4 separate regions of the Anas platyrhynchos genome follow, and regions 1, 2 and 3 are each linked to region 4. The links are chromatin contacts, called in public Hi-C maps. All regions are on one chromosome and are shown on one strand. The core of a region is the stretch at or near the end of the contact, and the rest is flanking DNA. Distances in the headings are between cores, read along the strand shown. Region 1 overlaps VAV2 (vav guanine nucleotide exchange factor 2). Region 2 overlaps VAV2 (vav guanine nucleotide exchange factor 2). Region 3 has its middle 19 kb from the start of WDR5. Region 4 holds the start of VAV2 (vav guanine nucleotide exchange factor 2).

Region 1 (3,431 bases), core at 570-3,069, 85 kb after region 4:
ATTTTCAGCACATTTATTTTGGCAAGCGTGCATCCTCGCAGGCTCGCTCCTAAGAGAGGCTGAAAAATCTCCCTGACGTGTTTTCATGCAAGGCCGCTTTGTAGGCCGGGGAGGTCACCCCGTAAGCATCCACTAATGGGAGCAAAGGCAGTTTCTCGCCCCCTCCCCACCAGCAGCCTTGCGTAATGCAGGTACAGCCCTGAAGTGAACAGCTCGGCTTAGTGGTGAGATCTGGGGCTCGCTGGCTCTTTGGGTTCACCAGCCTCGTCACGGCTCGTTGCCTCGAAGGTGCTGAGCTTCCCTCAGGGTCCCTCCCTGCCTCGCCTCCCACCTCTGGGTGCAATGGCAGAGCACCCACAGCCTTCTCCCCTGCTTGGTGTCAGCACATGGGCTGGTGTGGGGAAGGCTGTGCTGAACTTCGGCACTTTCCCTAGGCCTGCAGAGGGGTTTCAGGCTCAGCAGATCCAAAACAGGGGTGGGGAGGTGGGCAGCTGCCAGCGCTGGGGGGATGTGAAGGTTCAGGATCGGGTCCTGCCTCCTCTTGGGGCCAAGTCACATCGCTTTGCACCCCTCTGGCGAGGGGAATACGCATCTTTTGGTTCCTGATGGAGCACAGGCAGTGCTGTTGAGGCCAGGGGCCTGTTTGTGTCTGGCTGGTGTTACACAGCAGGGCCCTGTCTGGGTGGCTGTGCTGGCACACACCTGGGAGCAGGCAGGAATATGAATTTGGGGAGAGATTTGGCATTATTGGTGAGCGCTTCAGAGGGCTGCAGCTGCTCAGGTACAGCAGGGAAACAGCTGCTCAGAGTACTGAAAGATTTCCTCGGGCCGCTTTGCTGCACGTTAAGAGCAAGGCTCAGAGAGATTTGCAAATTGAGGCAATCGAGGAGCTTTGCGGGGTGTAACTAACTGTTGTGGGGTGTGATTTGTCCTCATACTCCCAAGGAGACCAGGGGGAACATGCCCTGGGGACGGGCTGCTGCCCTCCCCCAGCACTGGGACATGGGAAGCTGGCACTGCCCCTGCTCACCACGCTGGCCGTTGATTTTCAGCCACAATGTTTTTAAATCAAGCGTTTTTCTGAGTCAGAGAGCTGGACCACATCCCTTCCTAGGGATTGTTACCCCAGAGGGTACTTCTCTTTGGGAACGATGTTTCTGGATTCCCCTTTTGATTTTACCCATCTGTTATTGTCAAAGCGGAGCTGAAGTGAGGAGGAAATCGTGCCACTTTCCAGAGCGAAGCATTGCTGCATGAGAATTTTTTTTTAAAAACGCGATAATGTGTTGAAACATAAAATTATACGAGCTGTTATTTTCTTGTCTCATAGTCTCCAGAAATATTTGGTTCAGATTCGAGCTAAAGATAAATCAGGGCATGCAGCTAACCCTTGGGCACTGTGCAGTGCGCTGTGCTGAATGCTGTAAGTACTCTCCTGCAAAATCATCATCTTTGTGTTATCTGATTATGTAGCTTGCTGCTTCCCTGCTGAATTTCTATCAGAATTAATCTTGTGAGAATTTCTGCGAGTTCCAGACCACAAATAAAAGCAAATCATAATTTTTCAGAAGACGTGTCTAAAATTTGGCACAGCACGAGGTGCTTCTTTCCAGAGATGAGTAATGTAACACAATAGCATGATTTTAATTAAATTCAGCAGCTTTTGGTATGCTCCGATGTGTCTTGTTCTGCGGGGAGAATTGATTCCATCCTGCTTTAGAGAATCGGACATTAAGAGCATGCTTTTTGTCTGTCTCATAGGGCTTGACCAAAACCATTCCCCAAGCTTGTTCCCATCTCACAGAGGGGAACCAAAGCTTGGGGAAGTGCCCGGCGTGAGAGCAGAGCTGGGGAAGGAGCTCTGGGTCCCCCCGGTCAGCTCACACCCACCTCTCGCCGCAGCCATAAATCTCTCACCCCCCCGAAGCCGATGACGGACGCGTTCTCGGTTGCATGCAAACATCTTGCAGAACCACATGGTTTCTTTGGACGGCCCCACGGGCGCTGTGCTGATGAAAGCATTACGTCCTGCGTCACCCCAGGGGCTGAGGAGCGAGCGCCCCACGGCCGTCAGCACGCTGCTCGCCAAATGCTCTCAGTAAGGAGAAGGTGCTGCTGGGATCCTCGGATGGATGAGGTCTGAACTCTTTTCCTTTAGCTCTCTGGAAGGGTTTCTCCTCGTACGTGGGTGTGTTTGGGATGCAAGCACCTCCCCAAGTATGTGTCCTGCAAGCAGATGTGACACAGAGTGTGGGCATGCTGGGTGCCTTGGCCAGCAGGTCCCACGGGTCCGTGTGCGCACCCAGACTCACCCAAAAGCCCAGGAGCCAAGGCTGGCTGCTAACCTAACACCCAAACTCATGCTGAAAGCCTGAAGTACAAAACCTTGGTGAAATCAGAGTCCTGGCTTTCTCTGTCTTTCCATAAGGCTTTCTTCAGAAAGGGCTCGTTGGAGGATCTGCGCATCCAGCCATGGCTTTGTGAGTTACTGCAAGGTGTGATTACAGTCTGGAGATCCCACGTACGAAAATGTTTTTCAGCCAGATCCTGAGCACAGAACGCTCAGTACAGCCCCATCCATCCCAGCAGAGCTGCAGAAGCCCATTTGTACCCATTTCAGGCTCTGGTCCTTTCCATTTATCAAGAAATCCCTTGCAGAAGGGGCAGCAGATGGGTGCAGCTCAGGTTTCACAGGCGTCACACACCCAGCCTGCTGTTTAAAGCACCGAAGTGCTATCCCTGGACTTGGGAAAATGGGACAAGATTAGCATGCTGGTGTCTGGAGGCTGGAATCCAGCTCCTGGCAAGGGCTGAGCCACCTCCTGTGGTTTTCTGTGGCCGTTCACACAAGTCATACAAACCCCACTGTGCCGGCGGGGCTGGTGGCTGTCCCCAAGAAATCTGGATGGAGACAGAGGGGAAATAGAAGATTAATCACACTGGATTCACCCTGCTCTCTCATACACGAATTTGAGGCTAAGATGCTACTGAACCCAATGATCTGAGTAAAACCGACCCATCCCTGACCCTCTGTATTCTCTGTGATGGCATCCAGAGGTGAGCAGCTGGCTTCGGTTGCTAGGACAAGGCACCAGACGCTGAAATATGCTCACAAATAAATCTTCCTGCTTATTGCTGCTGGAGAATTGCAGCCTACCTCGTTCTCCTCGTTAAATAATTCAGAGCAGAGAGCAGGCAGCGTGCCGAGCTGCAAGCATCGTGGCCAAGGAGCCTGGGGATGGCTGCTGAGGATACGGCGTGGGATGGCCCCGAGTGACCACGGAGAGAAGGGAGGGCTGCTTCTGCATTAGGTGCCTGCTGAAATATTCACTGAATATCCCCGGCGTGGTGTGCTCTGGCTGGGGGCTGCTCCTGCATTTCCTTGCAAGAGGCAGTTTTTTTTTTCCAGGGGGCTCCATGCCCCGGAAAAT
Region 2 (3,767 bases), core at 666-3,165, 110 kb after region 4:
TGAGTTAAGCTAATGCGTTTCATTTGACATTTCCCGAGGTCTAGGAGCACTCGCGTGCTCTCCTAATGAGCAGCATCTCATTAAGCTGCGGTAGCTCAGCTGCATGAGAATGCCTGCATTTGAGGGTCCAGCCCCTGTGTGTTATTCCTCGATAACCTCCACGGTGGCAGCCCTGCGAGCGGATCCTCAGCAGAACAGAGGTTACAGAAGCAAAATGTTACAGCTGTGGAACTTCTGAGTGTGTTTTTTTATTATTGTGGGGTAGTCATTGTTTTCCCTCAGCTACTTCACTCCTGCCTTATCGATTTCTTTAATAGGAATGCACGCTGAAGGTCCAGGATGGGAAATTTAAATTGCAGGATCTGCTGGTGGTTCCAATGCAAAGAGTTTTGAAATACCATCTCCTGCTAAAAGTAAGTGTTTCAGCATTAGCACTTCCCTCCAGCTGCCATCCTCACTGTAGCATCTTTTGGCATTTACAGTAGAGAAGGAAGCATTGCCAGATGCAGAGTGAGGTTTGTTTTTTTCCCCCCCTTTCAAATGAAATAATTACTAGAGCTACTTAACATGACATAATATTTGTGCCGTCTCTTAAAGTATGGTGACCTGGGGTAATTCTGCACTTGTTAGCCACAAGAGGCAGTTAATGAATATCAAATAAGCTTGCATATAATCTGATTATGTGTGAAATTCCTGCCGTCAGCTCCGTGTAACGGCTCTCTGCAGCACCAGCAAGTTGGCGCCGTCCCCGTCCCGTGGCTGCAGCACCGATGCGGGCAGCTCCCCCCATGCATCCCCTGCTTTTGTGTTTCAGGAGCTGCTCAGCCACTCGTCAGAGCGCCCAGAGAAGCAGCAGCTGAAGGAGGCTCTGGAGGCGATGCAGGTACGGGTGTGTAGGTGACAAACAGCCCGGCAGCCTGGGAGAAGGCAGCGTCCCCTCCTTTAGGACACGTGTGTGCATTGGGTGCTGTTTGACGGGATTGCTTTGCAGCACAGCTCTAGCCATCACCGTTACCTTCCTCCCTGAGCGTCTGGGGAAGCTGGTGTTTGTTTACAATGTAGGACTTTTCACTAACTACTGTTGGGGGTAAAGGGGCCGTGCCAAATTGGGCTCTTGGTTTTCTGGTAGGGATCTGGAGGAGCTCCAGCCGTACCTGCAAGCCTGGGGGCACCCCTGGAGTCAGCCCCTGCCTGCACGGTGTCATCCAGGCTGGGGGGCCTGCTCTCCAAGTGTATTTTTTCGAAGAAAATAATGTTTCCAGAAACCTAGACTTCTTGCAGCAAAACCTGGATTTGTTTTAAATTTTTTGAGGAGGTGGAGCTGGGGACTCATCCAAAGGTTTTGTGACTTGGGTACATCCCCTTGGGCACCCCAAATTCACAGCAGGACCATTGCCAGCAGAATCTGATGGGAAGGTGATGGTTGCATCCAGTTTTCCTCTCGGGGACCACCACGGGATTCATCCCCAGCATCATTCGTGTGCTCTGAGGTCACTTTGTTTGTTTTCTACTCCGAGCCTCAGCTTTTTTAATGACACTGCATTTCCTGGCAGTTACATAAGGTTGGTGACCTTTTTAGCTGCTATCCCTGCAAGCCAGCGAAGGCAGAGCCGATATGTAGGTCGTCCTAGCCGAGGTTGTGTAAAGGACATCGCATTCCCTCTCCACAATACATGACCGTGGCCTCAGATGAACGCTCTGGGCGAGAGAAGGGAGCAGGGGAAGGGATTCTTCCTCGTGCCACAAATCACCTCTGTCCCCAAAATGTCCTGGCCGATGAGACAAAGTGACAAACCCAGTGACAGCTGTTAAACCCTGCTTATGGCCTCGTAATAACGGCATCCCCCACTACCTCTGCTAATAAATAAATGTACGCAGTCCGGTTGCACTACAGAGTCAGCATTATTTGGAGGAAGCTGAGAGCTTTGTTTGCTTTCCCTGCCCCATCTCCAGGAGAGCGCGGATGCAATTCAGACCGCACAGGGCTCGCCGGGGGCGAAGGAAGCAGAACAGTTTGATTTTAATTGATTTGTAAACCAAGGCTTAACATACAAGTAATGTTTTTCATCGAGATTCCAGCCTTTCTGTTTCCCGTGCTGGCAGACACTATTATCCTGCTGTCCCTCCTGAGAGCTGTGCAGGGGGTGCGTGCCTATGGCTGGGGGCACGTTTCCCAAAGGGCTTCACCTCCCTTTTATTTTGCCCGCGTGGTTGCTAGCACAAGGCAGTGGCAGTTTGCACCAAAAAGCTGCACGTGGAGGTATTTGGTGCATGCATTGTCCCCCCACGTGAGCACAGAGCTGAACCCCAGGGGACGGGGAGGTGAGGCAGGTTCCCTGGTGAATCCTGCAGACCCATTCTGCACATTGCTGCCGCTGTTTCGAGCCACCGATGATCCTGGGATTGGGTTTCCCCTTTGCACGTGAGACAGATTTGCTCAGCAGAAGGGAACAAATGCTCTGCTGAACACTCAAGTGCTGACGGAGGATGCCAGCTTCGTTTCACGAGGCTTTTAGTTTTGTCATTCTTCATAACCGTCCCTGCCACTGGCTGGCCTGGGCACTTGGTGATGTTACGAGTATTGTCATGCAGACTTGTGATTATCATCTGTGATTAACCCTTCCTGTGTTGGGAAGGTCTCGCCTGGAGGGTTGTCTTAAAAAATTCCCTGCTCAGATTTAATCCAAAGTGACAGGAGCTGTTGTTGAGAACAAGGAGGCTGGGAGCAGATCAGAAGCAAACGGGCATCGAAGATACAGTTGGAAGGATGTGAGAAGTAGTTTCAGCTGAAGGAGCTGGGTTCCCTGTCTGGTGGGTCAAAATTTGGAGAAGCAGGGAATTTTTCAGAGAAGATCAAGCACCACTGATTGTCTCCGTATTTTTCAAAATCACCTTTTTGTGTGGTTGGAAATCCTGGAGTTCAGAAGCGCTGGATTTAGGGATGCTCTTGTGGGCTGGCTGCCAGCAGGGCCAAGCTGGGGCAAGTGCCCTTCCCAGCAAACGTGCATCCAAAGCAGTTATTTTACAGACGTGGATGTTTTGACAAAGAAGGCGGCTTGGAGCTTTTTTATTCAGGGCGATGATGGGAATTAAGGTGATGAGAGCTGGGAGTAAAGGGTGCTGCCGGGGCTCACACCAGGTAAAAGCCACGTGTTGGGTTTGCCATCGCAGCAGGAGCTGTCTGCCTGCTCGTGTACCACTGGATTAATGCATTGCCCTCTTCTGGGAAATGGGAAAAATTGCAGCAGCTGCCTGGTCGAGCAGTGCCAGCACAGCACAGGGCACAGGGCATGCCCTGGGGTGCTGGGATGGAGCCCAGGGGTGCAGGCAGTGATGCTGGGTGCCAGCATGGGCTCCTTTGCTTCGACTGAAATCTCTGGGTTTTGTTTGTAATTCAGCAGAAATCTGCCAAGCTGCTTTTCCTTTTCTTCTGGTGACGCCTGTGCTCACAATGCCCTGTGCTTTTTGGGTTCTTGCAGAGCTGCTTCTGGTCTCATGCGAGGAAAGGGCAGCGGGGGACACGTGGTGTCTGCTTTAGTGGAGGTGCTAGCTTTGTATGGGAAATAAAAATCAACACTCGCTTTTCTTTTCAGGACTTGGCCATGTACATAAACGAAGTAAAGAGAGACAAAGAGACTTTAAAGAAAATCAGCGAATTTCAGAGTTCTATAGAAAATTTGGTAAGTTGGAAGATTCTCATCCCCAACTTTAACTAGATCAGGATGAGCATATTTGCTTTTTTGGTGCAGTTCTTACTGAATTCAGTG
Region 3 (3,697 bases), core at 339-2,838, 74 kb before region 4:
CCTGCCCCGAGCCCGGCTCCATGCCTGCCCTTCCTGCGAGGTGTCCAAAGCCTCCTCAACAATTACCCGAGTTGCTGTTTGTTCAGGCGATGTGGATTTAGCTCTCCAGCCTCACGTGTAGTGTGTGTATAGGGAAAGATAGATTGCCGCTACTTTCCAGTATAAATCACATTCCTTACAACACTCCAAAGTAGCATTTTCAACCTCAGGGTGCTAATAGGATCCAGCAGGAGAAAGAAATGTCAGCTAAGTAGCAGGCGCTGTTTGGAGAGTGCAATGGAGCTGATCCACAGCCCTGGGGCAAAAGGAGCAATCCCAGGGCAAAGGTTAAAGAGTTCAGGAGCACTTCAGCCTACTTAATTGCAACAGGCCTCTTACACAGTGCAAGATGGATGACTCAAGCCGGGCAAGGGGGGCAGAGCGGGGCCAGCAGCATCACCATCTGGAGGCAGGCAGGCGGCAGGGGACCACGGCGGAGGGGACGGAGGTGGCTCCTTGCCTCGAGCCACTGCTAGCCAGCAAGGTGGCCTGCGCCACACCGGGACCCCCGGCCACCAACTCTGTCCCCTCCACCAGCAGCTCATCCCCAGTCCCAGCCAAGAAATGGGAATTTCTATCGGAGCTGGCTGAAGGCACCAAGGTTTGGTTGCAGGAGCTCAGCACGGATCCGGGCTGATAAATACCCAGGAGCGAGAATACCTCCAGCTGCCAAGGAAAGGTTCCTTGCTCCCCCCAAATCCGTAAGGAATATTGTAAGGGGAAAGGAGAGGAATTGGTTATCGCTGCCGTTCTTGTCATTGTGGCAGGATTTGTTTTCCAATTCCCTCTTTTTTTTGTTAATCTTCAGAATCTGAAAATGTCTTGTATCAGCCCCAAGGTGATTCTGCTGGGAAGATGCCTCAGATAATATTTTTAGTAGAGTTTAGACTTGTTTTCTGACACTCATCGGAAAAAAAATGTCATCAAAAGCTGATGTTCTGCATGGAAAATGCCTTTTGAAATATTTTTTTTTTCTCTATCGGAAGGAAAAAAAAAAAAGTTTAGAATAAAAACATTTCTTCCAGGCCTCACGGGCGAGCTTTCTGCCGTTTCCCTGGTGATAAAAGCACGAGGCTGGATCCCGAGGCACCAGCACTTAATTCCCAGCACCATGACCTTGACGGAGCCCCTTCGGTCCAGCTCCACGGGGGGGGGGGGGGCAGATTTTTGCCCCAGCTTTTGGGGCTTTTTTGCTCAAGACGATGTCTGACGGGCTCGTGCCTCCTTGGGACACCCCGCTCCCCCCCATCACCACCCCCGTGTCCCCCAGAGGGGCTATCCTAGGGCTCCATCCCCTCATCCCCCATTGCTTTGGGGCTGCTTTAGATCCCTGCAGCCTTTTCTTGGGGTCGAGGAGGGGGTGAACTCTGCCGGGTAGCCCCGGGGACAGCCTGGTTTTATGGGGGGGCTGCCCCAGCTCCTCGACCCCCCCCCCCCCCAAAAAAAAAAAACCCCGGCTGGCGGCCCCCGGGTGCCCCCTGGTGGGGTGTGATGGAGCCGCAGAGCCGAGGCCTGCTTCGGCCTGGGGAGGCCCTCAGAGCCCCCCCTGCCTTGGGCACGACCCCTGCCCCCAGCCCAGGCTGCCCAAAGCCCCCCCAGCCCGGTCCTTGGCACTGCCAGGGTTGGGGGCAGCAGGGATGGAGCCATGGTGGCTCCTCGGGGCAGCCTGGGCCTCACCTCCCTCGTAGTGAATTTCTACCTCATATCTGACCTAAATCTCACTTCTTTTAGCTTAAAGCCGTTCCCCCTTGTCCTATCACTGACACAGAGACCCTCCCCAGCTGTCCTGCAGCCCCTTTTAGGGACAGACAGGCCGCTATAAGCCCCCTCTGGAGCCTCCTCCACACCCCCAGCCTCCCTCCACAGCAGAGGGGCTCCAGCCCCTCAGCACCCCCCCGGCCTCCTCGGGACCCCCTCCAACAGCTCCATGTCCTTGTGCTGGGGCTGCAAGGGGGGTCCCAACCCCAACACCCCCTGCCCACCTCCCTCCCAAGAAGCAGCCCCATCTCCAGGGCAAACATTCTCTCCAGGGCAAAACATTCATCGGCTTTTATTGAGGAGAGGGGCGAGGAGGGCGCTGCGCAGGAGCAGGGATGGGCGCACATCCCCCCTCTGAAGCTCAGAGACCCCCATCCCAAACCCCTTGGGGGGGGGTTCAGGAGAGGAGCAGGGCTGCCAGGAGGCAGGGAAGCAGCAGGCGGCCGCCGGCGAGCCGGGGGGAGCCGTTGCAGAGATCGGTATCGCAGCAGTGGATGCGGACCCCCGGCAGCTCCTGCTGCTGGCAGTGACGGGAGGTGGCACAGCCGCTGGTCAGCAGGCTGCCCAGGACCACTGCAAAGCAAGCAGAGCGCGGGGCATCAGGGACAGAGGCTGCGAGGCTTCGGGGTTTGCTGTGGGCAGGCAGGCGGGCAGAACTCACCGCTCTCTGTCTTAATGCAGAACCGGTGTTTGAAGCCCTGGTGGGAGTGGGAGCAGGTGATCACCTCGGGGTTCGAGCACCCCATGTCCACGTACTTGGTGCCAACGATGATGTTGCAGCCGTAACACTGGAGCCCGGATGCTAAAGGAGAGCATATGAAAACACAGCTGGTTGTTATTATTTTTTTTTTTCAGGGGAAAACGCTTCAACTCCTTCCTAGCTGTTCTCCACGGAAGGATTTGCAGCACTCGCTGCCTCGCCAGGTTGTGTTCAGCACTGAGTCAGAAACCAAATCTGCCCGCCGCTTGTTCACCCACTGGGCCCCAAAACGCAGAGCCAGCTCCCGCTAGAGGTCAGTGCGAAATCAAAGATTAGCCGGAGATTTGAGCTGGGATCAAATCACAGGAACAAGGCAGCTTTGAAACAAGGTTTGTAAAGAGTAAGTGAAACCTCCAAACCACAGACACCACCGAGCCTGGGCTCAGCCGCTCTCGGAAACAGCTTTTGCCTGTTTCTCCAAAATCCTCCAGTTTCAACCGTGCCTGTGCCAGAGTCGCTCACACTGGAGGGATCATTTAATTTTTGGTTTGGTTTTCTCCCTGCTTTTAACACAGGGTCTACAAGGGAGGTAAAATGACCCAGAATCAGAAGAGAAAGAGTCAGAGTGGCTGAGAGCAAATGTCCGTGAGCCCACAGCACTGGCAGTGCTTTGTCCCCCCTAGAGCCCTGCTTGCACTGGCGACAGCTCGGTCCTTCCCTGCAGGGTCAGTGGCTGTGTCTGAGAATGGCTCCCCCCAAAGCAGAGTGGGAATTAAGTCATTTTTCAAGTTCTTTAAAGCTAAATAAAAGGCATTCAGAGGATATTCAGCTACATCACTCACAGGGCTTAAGGCAAACACAGTACCTGAGACACATTTATTAACCGCAGCAACAGAAATCACGCTGCAGGCTTCCTCTGGCTGTTGCCTTCCCCCTGCCTCTTAATTATGACCTGGAGCCCTTCCCTGTCCCTTGCTCATTTGCTCCCAAACCTTTTTGGGGCGCTGTGTGAGCATCCCCGCACCCCTGGGCCCGGCAAGGGGGTCACTGGGGAAGGGGAGCCCCCAAGGATCCTGGCTCCTGGCCCACGCTTCTTACCCACATGCCCTCATACAAAACGTGACCATTTTTCCTAAAACTGCCGACAAGGCAACATGCAGCTACACCGCTTGGGGCAGGAATACCCCCAGATTCATCCTG
Region 4 (3,463 bases), core at 392-2,891:
TAGGTTCACACTGGAAGCAGTTCCCAGATCCTCTTTGCTTGTCCCATACTCCCGGGTTCAGGACGTTTGTATGATCTGCAGCTCGCAGCCCACAAGAGTGCGTGCTGGCTGCACGCTCGTCGCCGAGCCTTGCCTTCCAGTTGTTTCCCCTCTCAGAAATCCCTGCTATCAGCTGTTTTTCCTGCTGCAGAGGTGGGTGAGAAGCGTCCTTGCTTCAGCACCTCCCACGCAGATGCTGGCTTTGCAGCTGCGGCGATCGGTCCTAAGTGTCCGGGGGCCAAGCAGGGGTTTTATTATGCAGTAAAAAAAGCCAGGCCATAGCAAGCAGCTTTAATTATACGCATATAATAAACTCCTCTGTAGCCCTCTACCTACAGACCTGATCTCACAGGGCAGACTAGGGCTCAGTGACCCAAAATTATCCCTGGCAGGACTCCACGCCTTTCAATGGCTGCGTGACTCCTGCCCACTGGGTGCTGCTGGAGCCCAGGCAGAGAGGCTTAATGGTGAACTTCAGGAATGAGAAAGTTATGGAGAGAAATCACCTCCGCAGGGTACGGGGAGCTGCGGATCAGCATGCTCCCCAGTACACCCAGGGCAGGGCACAGCTCTGATTGCGAGGCCGGGGCACAGGGATGCTGTTCCCTCTCCGTTTATACTCGCACCCATCCTGCCCTGCCAGAGGCGCACCAGGCACCGCACGCAGCCAGACCGGGGGCAGATCGAGCGCCAGCACATCAGGCTAAAAGAAGCACTTCCCGTGCTATTTGAAAAAAAATAAATAAAAAAATAAAAAAGCTTCTCCAAACTGTCCTTGGAATATCAAACAATTGTTTTTCATTCTTTACAGGGATCTTCCTTCCCATCCTGGAAGCGAAGGGTCATGCCAGCAGAGTTGCTCTTTCTTCTTTATCTCCACTTGGCTACATTTGGAAGAGATTAGCGTTGCATTTGTTTGACATCCAGGTTAATAGCTTCCCTTCGTCCCAGCCTCGGCTTCCGGTGTTGGCTATCTGGAAAGCCAGGACGAAAATTAATTGACAAACTCTTGGGAGAGGATCTCCAAAGAAAACTCAGACCAGATTTGAAAAGAGGCTGCTCTGAAGTGTGCTGATTTGGATGGGAGCCACCGAGGGAAAATTAGAGATTTTCAGGAGTTTGCTGCCAAGGAGTTAATGGCCAAGAGTTGAGGTTTGCAATAAATACGCTGGTAATTAATTATAGGAGTTGTCTTCGTGTTTGAAAGTCAAGGAACACGATCGCTTGTTTGGGTTAAACATCTCCCCTGCAGTATTTGCAGCCCAAACACGAGCCGGAGAGGGGGAGCGTGGAGCCAGACAAAGCAGCGGCTGCTCGGGGGAGGGCCGGGAGGCTGCTGGGGGGGGGTCTTGGGGACCCCAAATGCGAACGGGGGCCGGGGGGGAGCGGAGCAGCGGGCGGCTGGGGGGGGTCCGCAGCAGGACGGGGAGCGGGGAGCTGCAGGAGGAGGGAGCGGGGGGGGGTGCAAAGAGAGAAAATAAAGGGGAAAATAAAAAAAAAAATAAAAGGGAAGGAAAGGAGGCGTGCAGCGCTCCCGCAGACAAAGGGGCGGCGGGGGCGGGCCGGGAGCTCCTCCCGGCGGGGCGGGGGCTTCGGCCCGGGGGTGGTGGTGGTGGTGAGGGGAGGGGGGGGGCAGCAAATTCCCACCCGCGACGGCAGCGGGGGCGTCCCCAGCGCCAGCTCCGCGGCTGTGCAGGTGGGGCGGGGGCAGGAGCAAAAGCAGGAGCAGCACCAGGAGCGAGAGCAGCTTCGGGAGCAGGAGCAGCTTCGGGAGCAGGAGCAGCGGCTGCAGGAGGAGCAAAAGCAGGAGCAAAAGGAGCAAAAGCAGCAAAAGCAGCAGCGGCAGGAGCAAGTTTCCCCGGGCCGGGGAGGGGGGACACGAAGTTGCGCGGGGGTGGCCCCTTTGTTCCCGGGCCGATGCGGCGCGCCTAGCCCCGGCGGTGGGGCCGCAGCGGGGGCAGGGGCAGCCCTCCGCCGGAAAACTCGGCGCCGTCCCCCTCCTCCCCTTCCTCCTCCTTCCTCCTCCTCCTCCTCCTCCTCCCCGCCGATGCTTCCCCGGGCGGTGAGCGGCGATGGAGCGGGGCGGTAGCGCGGCGGCAGCCGCCCGCTGCCCCTGAGCAGGGAGGAGGAGGAAGAGGAGGAGGAGGAGGAGGAAGGTCGTGGCCATGGAGGAGTGGAGGCAGTGCGGCCGCTGGCTCATCGACTGCAAAGTTTTGCCCCCCAACCACCGGGTGGTCTGGCCCTCGGCGGTGGTCTTCGACCTGGCGCAGGCGCTGCGGGACGGGGTGCTGCTGTGCCAGCTGCTCCACAACCTCTCCCCCGGCTCCATCGACCTCAAGGACATCAACTTCAGGCCCCAGATGTCCCAGGTATTCATTGGATTTTTATTTTTTATTATTTTTTTTTGGGGGGGTGGTGGTATGCGTATAGGGCTCTTTGTGTTGTTCTTGCAAAACTTCGTGGGATGAGTGAGTGCGGGCGTGGATAGGTGTGTGTGTGTGTGTGTAGAGCTTTTTTTCCAGCCCCCCCGGCTGCCCTTAGCCCCCAACCCCCCTATTTTAGCTCCAAACCCGTACCCCGAGGCTCAGCCCCAGCACCGGGGCTCAGGGCTGGGAAGCCGGCAGCGGCTGCACAAGGGGGCTGGGGGGGGGAGAAACCGCCCCGGGGGAAGAAGGCAGTCTGTGTGTGCCCCCCCCCCCATATTTATAGCCCTCTCGAAACAAAAGCAGCCAGCACGGCCGGGATGAGGCTGGCGTGGTTACTTCCAGGGCTTTTCTCGAGGCTTATGTTCGGCTTTGATGCGCTGCAGGAGCGGTGCTCTGAGCGCTGTCCTGGCAGGGTTGCTGGCCCGAGGGGCAAAAGTTTGCCCAGAAAGATCAAAAACGAGAAGAAAACACTCCCCAGGAGCTCTGCCAGCCTGCCCCGGACCTGGGGGCATGGTGCTGTAGGGCTGGGCTCAGCGCTGCCCACCACCAGGATTTGGGGTCGGGTGACCCTAAGGCTTTAGGGTTCCCTCCCTGGGCGTGTTTCCATCTGGGATTGTTTTGGTGGAAGGATGCTTGAACACCAGATTGGCTCTGCCTGGCTGGTTTGCAGCTCTCCGTGTTCCCGCGTGCTGAGCCGCACGGCATTTGCGTGGAAATCGGGAAATGAAAATCGATGAGAAACCAACAAAACCTGGCCGTGCGTCCCCGGCCCCGCAGCTGCCGTGCCCATGGGCAGCTGGGAAGCTGCTGTCCTGTTTGAACAGCCCAGAGCTTGGTAAAAAGGGAGGGGAAATTTCCTGGTCACGAGGGCATGTGAGAATCTGGGTGTCAAAGCATTCACAGATAAATAACGTAACGTTATCTGGAGTTCTGCTGTGTGCTGTGCAAGCACGCTGCCATGCAAGCGCCTTTCCCTGTTTTTTTTTTTTTTTTCAGAG

What was found. Hi-C and Micro-C count contacts between places; a contact is called where the count stands out from the background.
Region 1: a contact with region 4 is called in a Hi-C map of subcutaneous adipose tissue, with 2.5 times the contacts expected there. The contact joins the enhancer-like site here to the promoter of VAV2 in region 4. A contact is called at or near these places in 3 of 8 Hi-C or Micro-C datasets (skeletal muscle and subcutaneous adipose tissue).
Region 2: a contact with region 4 is called in a Hi-C map of liver, with 4 times the contacts expected there. The contact joins the enhancer-like site here to the promoter of VAV2 in region 4. A contact is called at or near these places in 3 of 8 Hi-C or Micro-C datasets (liver, skeletal muscle and subcutaneous adipose tissue).
Region 3: a contact with region 4 is called in a Hi-C map of subcutaneous adipose tissue, with 2.8 times the contacts expected there. The contact joins the enhancer-like site here to the promoter of VAV2 in region 4. A contact is called at or near these places in 2 of 8 Hi-C or Micro-C datasets (F5 follicle and subcutaneous adipose tissue).

The regions. Positions count from the first base shown.
Region 1 is chr18:8,986,197-8,989,627 of IASCAAS_PekinDuck_T2T, forward strand. The region is part of intron 3 of VAV2 (vav guanine nucleotide exchange factor 2); the gene reads left to right. Among named protein-coding and RNA genes, the nearest start is that of SARDH, 41 kb to the right of the region's middle. Within about 2 kb of position 1,820, at least 2 of the 8 cell types and tissues checked have an H3K27ac peak or open chromatin away from gene starts, as enhancers often do. A contact at or near this core is called in subcutaneous adipose tissue, where this site is marked.
Region 2 is chr18:9,007,791-9,011,557 of IASCAAS_PekinDuck_T2T, forward strand. VAV2 (vav guanine nucleotide exchange factor 2) reads left to right here. Exons shown (of 28, transcript XM_027471053.3): 10 at 318-413; 11 at 815-883; 12 at 3,594-3,680. Among named protein-coding and RNA genes, the nearest start is that of SARDH, 19 kb to the right of the region's middle. Within about 2 kb of position 1,916, at least 2 of the 8 cell types and tissues checked have an H3K27ac peak or open chromatin away from gene starts, as enhancers often do.
Region 3 is chr18:8,828,058-8,831,754 of IASCAAS_PekinDuck_T2T, forward strand. No RefSeq gene overlaps it. Among named protein-coding and RNA genes, the nearest start is that of WDR5, 19 kb to the right of the region's middle. Within about 2 kb of position 1,589, at least 3 of the 8 cell types and tissues checked have an H3K27ac peak or open chromatin away from gene starts, as enhancers often do. A contact at or near this core is called in subcutaneous adipose tissue, where this site is marked.
Region 4 is chr18:8,901,781-8,905,243 of IASCAAS_PekinDuck_T2T, forward strand. VAV2 (vav guanine nucleotide exchange factor 2) reads left to right here and starts at 1,642. Exons shown (of 28, transcript XM_027471053.3): 1 at 1,642-2,408. The coding sequence starts at 2,205. It overlaps LOC110351613 (a long non-coding RNA gene), which reads left to right. Exons shown (of 2, transcript XR_003500981.3): 2 at 851-1,223.